3 separate regions of the Sus scrofa genome follow, and all the other regions are linked to region 3. Evidence: chromatin contacts called from public Hi-C data. All regions are on one chromosome and are shown on one strand. Each heading gives the region's core, a stretch centred on a gene start, on an enhancer-like site or on the middle of the called end of the contact. The rest is flanking DNA. Distances are from core to core; before and after follow the strand shown.

Region 1 (2,700 bases), core at 178-2,677, 650 kb after region 3:
TAAGTGCTGAGTTTTAAGTCACTAATATTCTTTCCAATAGAAGTGTTCCATAGTTGTATATTTTGTACTATGTTTTATTCAGACATTTTTAATGTGCATAAAGAAAGTCCCTCTCATACTATCACAGTTTCCCTGGATAATTCAGAGTTTTTAAGACACAATATGAAGAACAACTTGGAGAAACAATGCACAAGTTGTGTTGTAATCAAATAACAACTAAGACATGAGCAGCTGAGCAGAGGGAAGATGGGCAACGGAATGCCGTGCGGCAATCAGCACTGTTGACTAATCAGAATTTGAGACACTAGAAGGTAATAAGGGTATTATAAAGAATGGCTTATTGAAGGAGCAGCTGTTTATGTGTAGCTCACTGTTTAAATGAGTTCCACTAGATTGTCATGGTATGTTTTGGTGAAAATGTTTAACTCCTTTTAAAATGATCATTAGAGAAGAAACAGCAAGTACCAAGTGGCAAGTTTGGAGATATCAAAGCACCTACTACGATTTAAAAGCATTAGAACAGTTATCTGGGTGTTTAGAAATTGTAGGAAATGTCTTTTAAGTCAAAAGTACTTATGTATTCATTCGTCTCTTAAAAAGCCTAGAAGGTAGGTCATGCCATTATCAATACTGGGTTGCCATGGGTACAAAGATGAGACTGTGATATAATGGGGGACTCTTCCGAGGATGACAAAATGAAAAAGTAGAATAAAAATACCCATCAGGACAGCTACAAATCAGAGAATGTCTCTGAATTTAGAAATTTGTCCATCTTCTCAATAAGGAGAGGGAATAAGATCCTGAATTAAATTTCAAAATAAGATTTTAATGTTTGAGACTAAAATAATAATACTTAAAACCACTCTCCTTTTCTAACTTAGAAGAAATAAATAATTTTTAAAGAAGAGGAGAGAGAACGCAAAATAACACTTAATTCACTAATGATATTTTCACAAAGCAATTATCATCTTATTCAAAACTATTGGTCATAGAGTTGTATTGGCTTTGCAATTGAATCGATTTACAGGGTTTTGTCTCCCTTACTTTCACCCAAGAAGCTATTGTCTATTGTTTCTTTTGCACTAGCAAAAACAACAACAACAACAAATCCACAAATTACAAGATAAAGGCACCAAGTAATACTTCAAAAAATTTATCATAATTTAGTATTATGAAAATTTCATTCTGACAACAAGTGTTCAGTATTTTAAAGCAGTCAGCAAGCGGTTGAAACTCTGCTATCTTTTGTAACAGTTCACATGTCAAACTGGCAAAGTGCCCACTGTGTAAGGCAGAAAAAAAAAAAATCTATCTAATGCCTGCCCCACAAGGCGACATGAGGTTTGATTGGCAGAAAGCAGAGAGTGGCTTTTGATCATGTGTCCTAACAAGCAGTTCCAGCTCCTGTCTTTTCAGCTGATGGGCTCCACATTACCCATTCAAACAGAAGTGACAGACCACTGCACTACTCTCGGCTCTAGTCACACGCAGTGGGAGCTATGCTGGAGACAGAGTCACTGATTAAATATATCACTTTTTCAAGACAAGCAGGTTGTCTGAATCAAAGTTGGACAGAATAGACTCAACATTATTAAAAGGGTATATAAAACTGGGATTGAGTGATGTTCAGCCAGTTTGCACAGCCTCAGGGATTCCCAGGCTGACAGGGGGAATAAGGAACAGCAGAACTCATAAAACAGGGTCAGAAATTAGCTGTGACACCTTGGCTATTTTCCCATCACTTCAGGACCACTGGGTTTCAAAATTCTAGAGTCTCTTTTTACCTTTTTTACTTTCATTTTTAAAAATGAATTCAGTAGAGGGAGAAAAGCACATAAAAGCATGATTACTGCAGTTTGTCAATTATAGTCTTAAAGGAAATAAAGTACTGGATGCAAACCCTTTGCATCTCATTTTAAAATATACTAATACAGGTTTTTCAAAATAAGACCCTTATTTTAGAATTTTATTGCATTTTTTGGTTTGGAATTATGGGATAACTTTAAAATCTAGGAATCTTAATCACAGAAATTGTACAGTTTAATATCTACTAAACATCCTGACTGCCAGAGGGCTACCCAATTGCCAGTTATCATCTTTAACCATCCCATATTCTTTGCTATAGTATGCATATACATTTAAAGATTTTGCTTTAAATATATTTAGAAATACAGACATCTAAAATTTATAGAACTGTTCAATACAAATTCTTCATTGTCTAGATTTTATGTAATTTTAAAATCATTGAATACAGTGTCTTATAATCTTTGCTACATCATTAACTTCCTGTGTATGCAAATAAAGTCTAAAATTGTTTTCTATTTAGAAAGGTAAAAACAAATGTCCGGAGAAGTAAAAAAGAGAGTAACTCTCTGGCTATAGAAACTAAAGAAATAGACCAAAATATAGGCAACTATCTGAAACCAAATATAAAATCAAATAAATGGTACATTCAGATGTTATCTCAAAACAATCCTCTCACAATATTTTAATTTCTTCTCAATTACATTATAAAAATATTTTCATTTTTTTAGTAGCATGCTCCATCCATTCCTTGAAACACTTAATGTTCTCGTTATTAGTTCTGGCATCACTGTAAATATGTAATAGCAATCTGCTTGTTAGGTATTTAAGTTATAATGAAAAGTTTAAATACTCCTACCAAAATAAAGAGAATTTTAATAGAGAAAGTAAGGAATT
Region 2 (2,700 bases), core at 46-2,545, 720 kb after region 3:
TGAAATTACTTTTTTTTCTCTATACTATTGCTTGGGAAGAATTCACCTCAAAACTATCATTTGAGGAGTTCTCTTGTGACTTGTTTGAGATTGAGATAATTATCCAAAGGAGCCATTGGATTTATTAGAACAATATTTTTAATATGGTCTTTTTAATATTTTCATTACTTCTAAGATTATTATCAAATGGCATTCACTTTTTAGATGATTTATATTTGCTCAAAAGAAGCCCTGTTTCTAACATAAAGCAACATTTTAACAGTTGGTTTACCTAAAGAAAAAATTAAAAATTCAGGCCAACGTTCACATTTATTTTCGCAACTCAGCCCAAGGCTACCAAGGTAGATTTATTTCAGTCAGATAATTCACTGTTAATTTAATGCTGCAATTGATCTGATACTTGAGAAATAAACAACTAATTTTCCAAAAATATAACACAGTGCCTCTCATTTTAAGGAGCATGAGTAACAGATATGTTCAGTTGCCAAAATGCACAATACCCAGGAACCCCTACAAAGGATGTCAGTCCACCCAGCCTAGGGCCAAGAATGATTTAAAAACCTTTTTCCTGCACTTCCAATTCCCACGTTTACTGCAGGGAGAGTGGACAGGCCCAGGGAGAGACCATGATTACAAACATTAAAATGAGAATAACCCTTTTAAAACTTTACTGTCTTCATTCAAGGAAAGCCTGAAGGTTGTTATTGATTCTTTGTATTATTTTATCCAGTACTACCTCCTGTCCCTCACTCCACCTCCAAACTTCCCTAGGCTTTTGCCAGGTTTTTCTCTCTCCTCCATCTGTTTAATAAGCAAATAAGAAAATCCAATGTTGGGGGGGTAACTGTTTTCAGAGCTATTTTGAAGAGTTATAAACCTATTTTTTAAAATTTGTAGTGGTTCTATCAGAGCATATATGGTAACATATACAGATAATATCTGTTAGAAGAAAACTCACTGATTTGAGTTAGCTGTCAAATCAATAGCAATGAAGCAAATGAAATATGCTTGAAGCCCTTGAAGTATGTCTGAGAAGGGGCTTAAATTAATAGATTTTGACTTATCTAAGGCTTCTAATTTTTTATACCAAAGCTCCAAAATTGTCTTCAAAGGCCTTCTGAGGTTCTTACAAAACAGGGACTACCTGGAACAGATTCTTCTCAAGTCATCAAAGTTTGTGTTTCTAGAGTTTATATTTAGCTGACAATATTGCTGTCACTTTATATAGCTTAAGACTGTTCTTTGGACTAGAGCTCATATGTCTTGGAATGCTTTGACTCATGAATTGTTTCTCCTGATAATGTTACATCACGTAACCACCTCTGTCTAATTGGTTAGTATCTGCTGGAAGAGGCAGGCAACCAGCCTAATGACTGGCCTGCCTGCCTGACTGCCTATGGAAAACCTATAATTATTACATGTGTCTCTGAGTATCCAGTTTCTTCCTGGGATCAAAACAACTTGCCTTCCTCTCTCTATACTTTTTGCTTAACAGAAATAATACTGAATTTTTTTCTCCTAGCTTATCTACCAGTAACTTGGGATCTTTGCTTTGGAAAGCAGGCCAACAATACATAAATATAATCAGTCATCTAACAAGAAATAAGAGAAAAACCAAACAATGGTTACTATAAATATACACTAAGAGGATTTTAATCAAGCACAATGACTTCATAGCTCAAAGGAAAGACCTCTATGTGGCTTGAGTGAAAGAAAGCTGTCTAAAATAATAGTAGAATGAATGTATTTATATATATTCACTTTGAATCTCCTCTTTACATGAAATGAGAACCATAATTTTTAAAGTGAGTATCAAACATGTGTCTTGGTCAGCTTGAAACCAATCCACTGGTATGGAAGCCCAGTTACAGGATATCTTACCCAATTATCAATAAATACTTTAAACCAGAAAAATAACTTCTCAGAGAGAAAGAGTAGGTTGGAAGCTGTAACCATACTTTTCCATTCTCACCTCTATTTTCACTTTTTAATATTGCCAGAATAAAGGAAGAAAAATGGATATTGATACTATATAGACAGTTTCAAAAAAGGAAGGCTCACACATGGTGACGGTGAGCAAAATTATACAAAGAAGCTAACCTCTGAGGTTCTCCTTTAGCTAAATAAAGCAAGCCAGAAATTCCTCTCTTTCATGTAATGAAATAAGGTATAAATTTGAAGTTCTTATCGAATAAGAGGAAGAAGACCTGGAAGAAGAAGAAGAAGCGGGAGGGAAAGGGGACAGGATGGAGAAGGAGAGGAGTGGAGGGAGGGACGAAGGGGAAGGGGGAGGAGAGAAACAACCATGGCTTTGCAGTTCATTTTCAGTTTGTCTACTTAATGAAAACCTCATTGTACAACCCTGAAAACCATTTCCAGCAGGCAAAGTATTTCTGATTCAGCAGAGGTTACACAAGCATCAAAGCAGTTAAATATAGGTGCCAAGCCACATTGCCAGGAGCTCTTAGTACTGTGAGTTAGTGTTACCTGACAGCTTAGTGAATATAAAATTACTTGTTTCTCCAATTGAAGACAATCAAATTGTCACCTTCCATTGTAATAATGCACAACTAGTGATCAGCAAAGTGCAAACATAATTACCATGAAGAAAACAAAAAATCAAATCTAAATCTCTCTACAGAGTAAACACATCTATCTGGCTTCCCCCAAAAAGGAGTGCATTTTAATGCTGAATGCTAT
Region 3 (2,700 bases), core at 1-2,500:
ATTGGAGCTACAGCTGCCAGACTATGCCACAGCCACAGCCACAACACCACCAGATCTGAGCCACATCTGCGACCTACACCACAGCTCACAGCAACGCCGGATCTTGAACCCACTGAGCGAGGCCAGGGATCGAACCTGCGTCTTCATGGACACTAGTCAGGCTTGTTACCGCTGAGCCTCAGTAGGAACTTCCCTACTTCTACTGATTTAAAAAGAATGTTCACAGAAGTACCATGACCTGTCTAAGATGACACAGCCAGTAAGGCCATACTAGAGGTCAGGATGAATGCCCTAAAAGAGGGTGACATAAGAGATCCTGGTGGCATAGGGAAGGCTGAGGGGCATGCCTGACTCAGAATGAGGTTAGACTGTCACGACAGGTGAAGTTCTAACCCTCTGGAAGCTAGAAACAGGGACAGCGGCCATTCTTTGGAAGACCCACAATTGGTTCACTTTGACTGATCAGAAATAGCCCTCCAAATCCAGAGGCAGGATTTTCAGACCTTCTAAAGGGAGCTGTGGTCAGATGGGGTACAAGGGGCTTTTCCTAGTACTCCTGTTTCCCCTAGTGCCCATAACAGTGCAAGCCAGAGAACCGGGGCTTCAGATGGCCCAGCTAAGTTGCTCTCACACAACTGCAAAAGGATACTCAGAACAAAAGGAACAGGGTGTGATGGGAGGGTCCAGTCAGAGGGACCTGAACACTGTTCTCTGCCATCCTCAGTCCTGGGCAGCCCTGCCTATCGGCACCTCCCCTTCAGAGGCCTGTATGCCCTGCCCTGCAGTTCCCAGATTCGGACAGTAGGTGGCAGTGGGTCGTGAGAAATCTCTGTAGTCGCCTTCTGGGGCTTTGGAGACCCAGCCAGGAGAAAAACGTGGCTGGGCTTCGGCCGCGCTGGTGAGAAACGCCCCCGGGGTGGGGCGAGGGGGCTGTCCCGGGACCCTGCGGCTCCGCTCCGCTCCGGCCGAGGTCAGCGAGGACCTGGGAGGCAGCGCCCTGAGCAGGACATGGCGGGCTCCTCGGGGCTCCCGGTGCGCCGAAGCGGCTGTGCTGCCACGGGGAGCCCTTGGGGACCTTTACCCCTGGCGAAGGCCTTGCCCATTACCTTCTTAGCCAGAATGTGTGGCTGGCGTGGGAATTCATTTCCTACGCAAATAACTTTTTTTTTTTTAACTGAAGAAACTGCCATTCACAGAGGTTAAGAGATTTGGCCGTGGCCACAGAGCCGGCTGTGTCTGTGCAGAATTACAACCCAGTTCGGTCTGATGAGTAGGTGCGGGGTCCCCTTGTAAGAAGCGCCTGGGTCTAATCTGGAGTGGCTTCTCTCTGGTCTGCGTTTCAGACTCGTGGCTCAGCTCCGGTGTGGCCCTGGGCTAGTTTTGCCTCCACTCCGACGCGATGTTTAGCGAGGGAAGTAGCTGCGATGGCCTCTGGGTGGCCTTCGAGGGCCCTAATTCGCTCCCCAAGCCCGAAAGGTACAGCCTCCCCCTGCCCAGCATCCGGACCCTAACAGAGCTGGCCCGCCTGTCTGCCTCCTCTAATAAGTAATACTGGGTCTCATCCCCTCTCACAACCTCTGACATTTTAAAGCACTTTTACACTTGAGAATTCGTTAGATCTTTACAATCACCCTGCGAGGCAGGCAGAAAAGGGGTGTTTACTTTTACAAAAGGGAAAAACCGTGCCTTCAGAGAGGTGATTTGCCAGTCAGTGAGTAGCTGAGCCCGGTCTTGAACCCTAGGTCTTACCAGCTGCCTCCCTCAACCGGGAGGGAGTAGAAGTGCTGGTGCGAGAACTCTCCTGCGGCGAAGGCCGCTTCCGCGCCTGCCTCTTCCACTCCCGACAGCGGCGGGCGGGGAGCAGCGGACAAATTAATTCACGCAATCTTTACATTATGTATAATGCTGCATGATTTTATTTTGCTTCATTCCCGAAATCTTTTACAGTAATTAGTAGCCGAGTAAAATATAAAAATTAATGCAATATAACACTTTAATGGTAATAATACACCATCCTGTCTAATTAATAAAATCTGTTGTTTCCAAGCACGATTATTTATTTGACAAATTGATAGCACACATCCTGTTCATACCCTCTTTTCTGGCTCCTATCCTTTCAGTTTATTGAATAAAATTGTAGCAGGAAAATAAACAGATTGTCTTCTGACCTGACAAGCAAGTGAGAAATAAACCCCTCACTCATACATCTCTAATTGTTCTCAACAATATTCTCCAACACATGTCCAAGTCTGTTAGAAATGAATCTCAATTTCTCCTTCCTTTTTTTTTTTTTTTAAATAATTGTATCTCCTTATTATAGAGGAAAGAGACCTAACTACCCTTTTTCTCGGGCAGTCTGGGGAGATGAATTTTGTGACTGTTTAGAGATTCTGATGGCTCGCTGATGGAGCTATTGCTCTGCTCTGCAGAGAGGCAGTCCCGGGCTGCTCTGAGCTACTGCTATGGAGGAAAGCTGAACCCACCTCCGAGGCAGGGAGGAGGCAGACGGGAGGATTGTCATCAGGAGTTAGGAAAACAAAACCTAGAAAAGGGTTAGGGCAGAATACTCAGCCCTGGCAATATTTATGGCTAAGGGGTGAGAAACAACGTCCAGTGTTGTTGCGTGTGGAACTTGGGATGAAACACTGATCTAATTACAAACCAGACCTAACGTGTATTATTTTATGTAACACAGGGACA

What was found. Hi-C and Micro-C count contacts between places; a contact is called where the count stands out from the background.
Region 1: a contact with region 3 is called in a Hi-C map of fetal skeletal muscle, with 2.5 times the contacts expected there. The contact joins two enhancer-like sites. A contact is called at or near these places in 1 of 47 Hi-C or Micro-C datasets (fetal skeletal muscle) and 1 of 2 datasets of contacts at active chromatin or transcription factors (skeletal muscle).
Region 2: a Hi-C map of fetal skeletal muscle shows a contact between it and region 3, with 1.9 times the contacts expected there. The contact joins two enhancer-like sites. A contact is called at or near these places in 2 of 47 Hi-C or Micro-C datasets (embryonic fibroblasts and fetal skeletal muscle).

The regions. Positions count from the first base shown.
Region 1 is chr2:42,745,743-42,748,442 of Sscrofa11.1, reverse strand. The region is part of intron 5 of SOX6 (transcription factor SOX-6); the gene reads right to left. Among named protein-coding and RNA genes, the nearest start is that of SOX6, 300 kb to the right of the region's middle. Within about 2 kb of position 1,427, at least 5 of the 83 cell types and tissues checked have an H3K27ac peak or open chromatin away from gene starts, as enhancers often do. A contact at or near this core is called in fetal skeletal muscle and skeletal muscle, where this site is marked.
Region 2 is chr2:42,681,251-42,683,950 of Sscrofa11.1, reverse strand. All of the region lies in intron 3 of SOX6 (transcription factor SOX-6), which reads right to left. Among named protein-coding and RNA genes, the nearest start is that of SOX6, 240 kb to the right of the region's middle. Within about 2 kb of position 1,295, at least 5 of the 83 cell types and tissues checked have an H3K27ac peak or open chromatin away from gene starts, as enhancers often do. A contact at or near this core is called in fetal skeletal muscle, where this site is marked.
Region 3 is chr2:43,399,986-43,402,685 of Sscrofa11.1, reverse strand. No RefSeq gene overlaps it. Among named protein-coding and RNA genes, the nearest start is that of INSC, 610 kb to the left of the region's middle. Within about 2 kb of position 1,250, at least 53 of the 83 cell types and tissues checked have an H3K27ac peak or open chromatin away from gene starts, as enhancers often do. A contact at or near this core is called in fetal skeletal muscle and skeletal muscle, where this site is marked.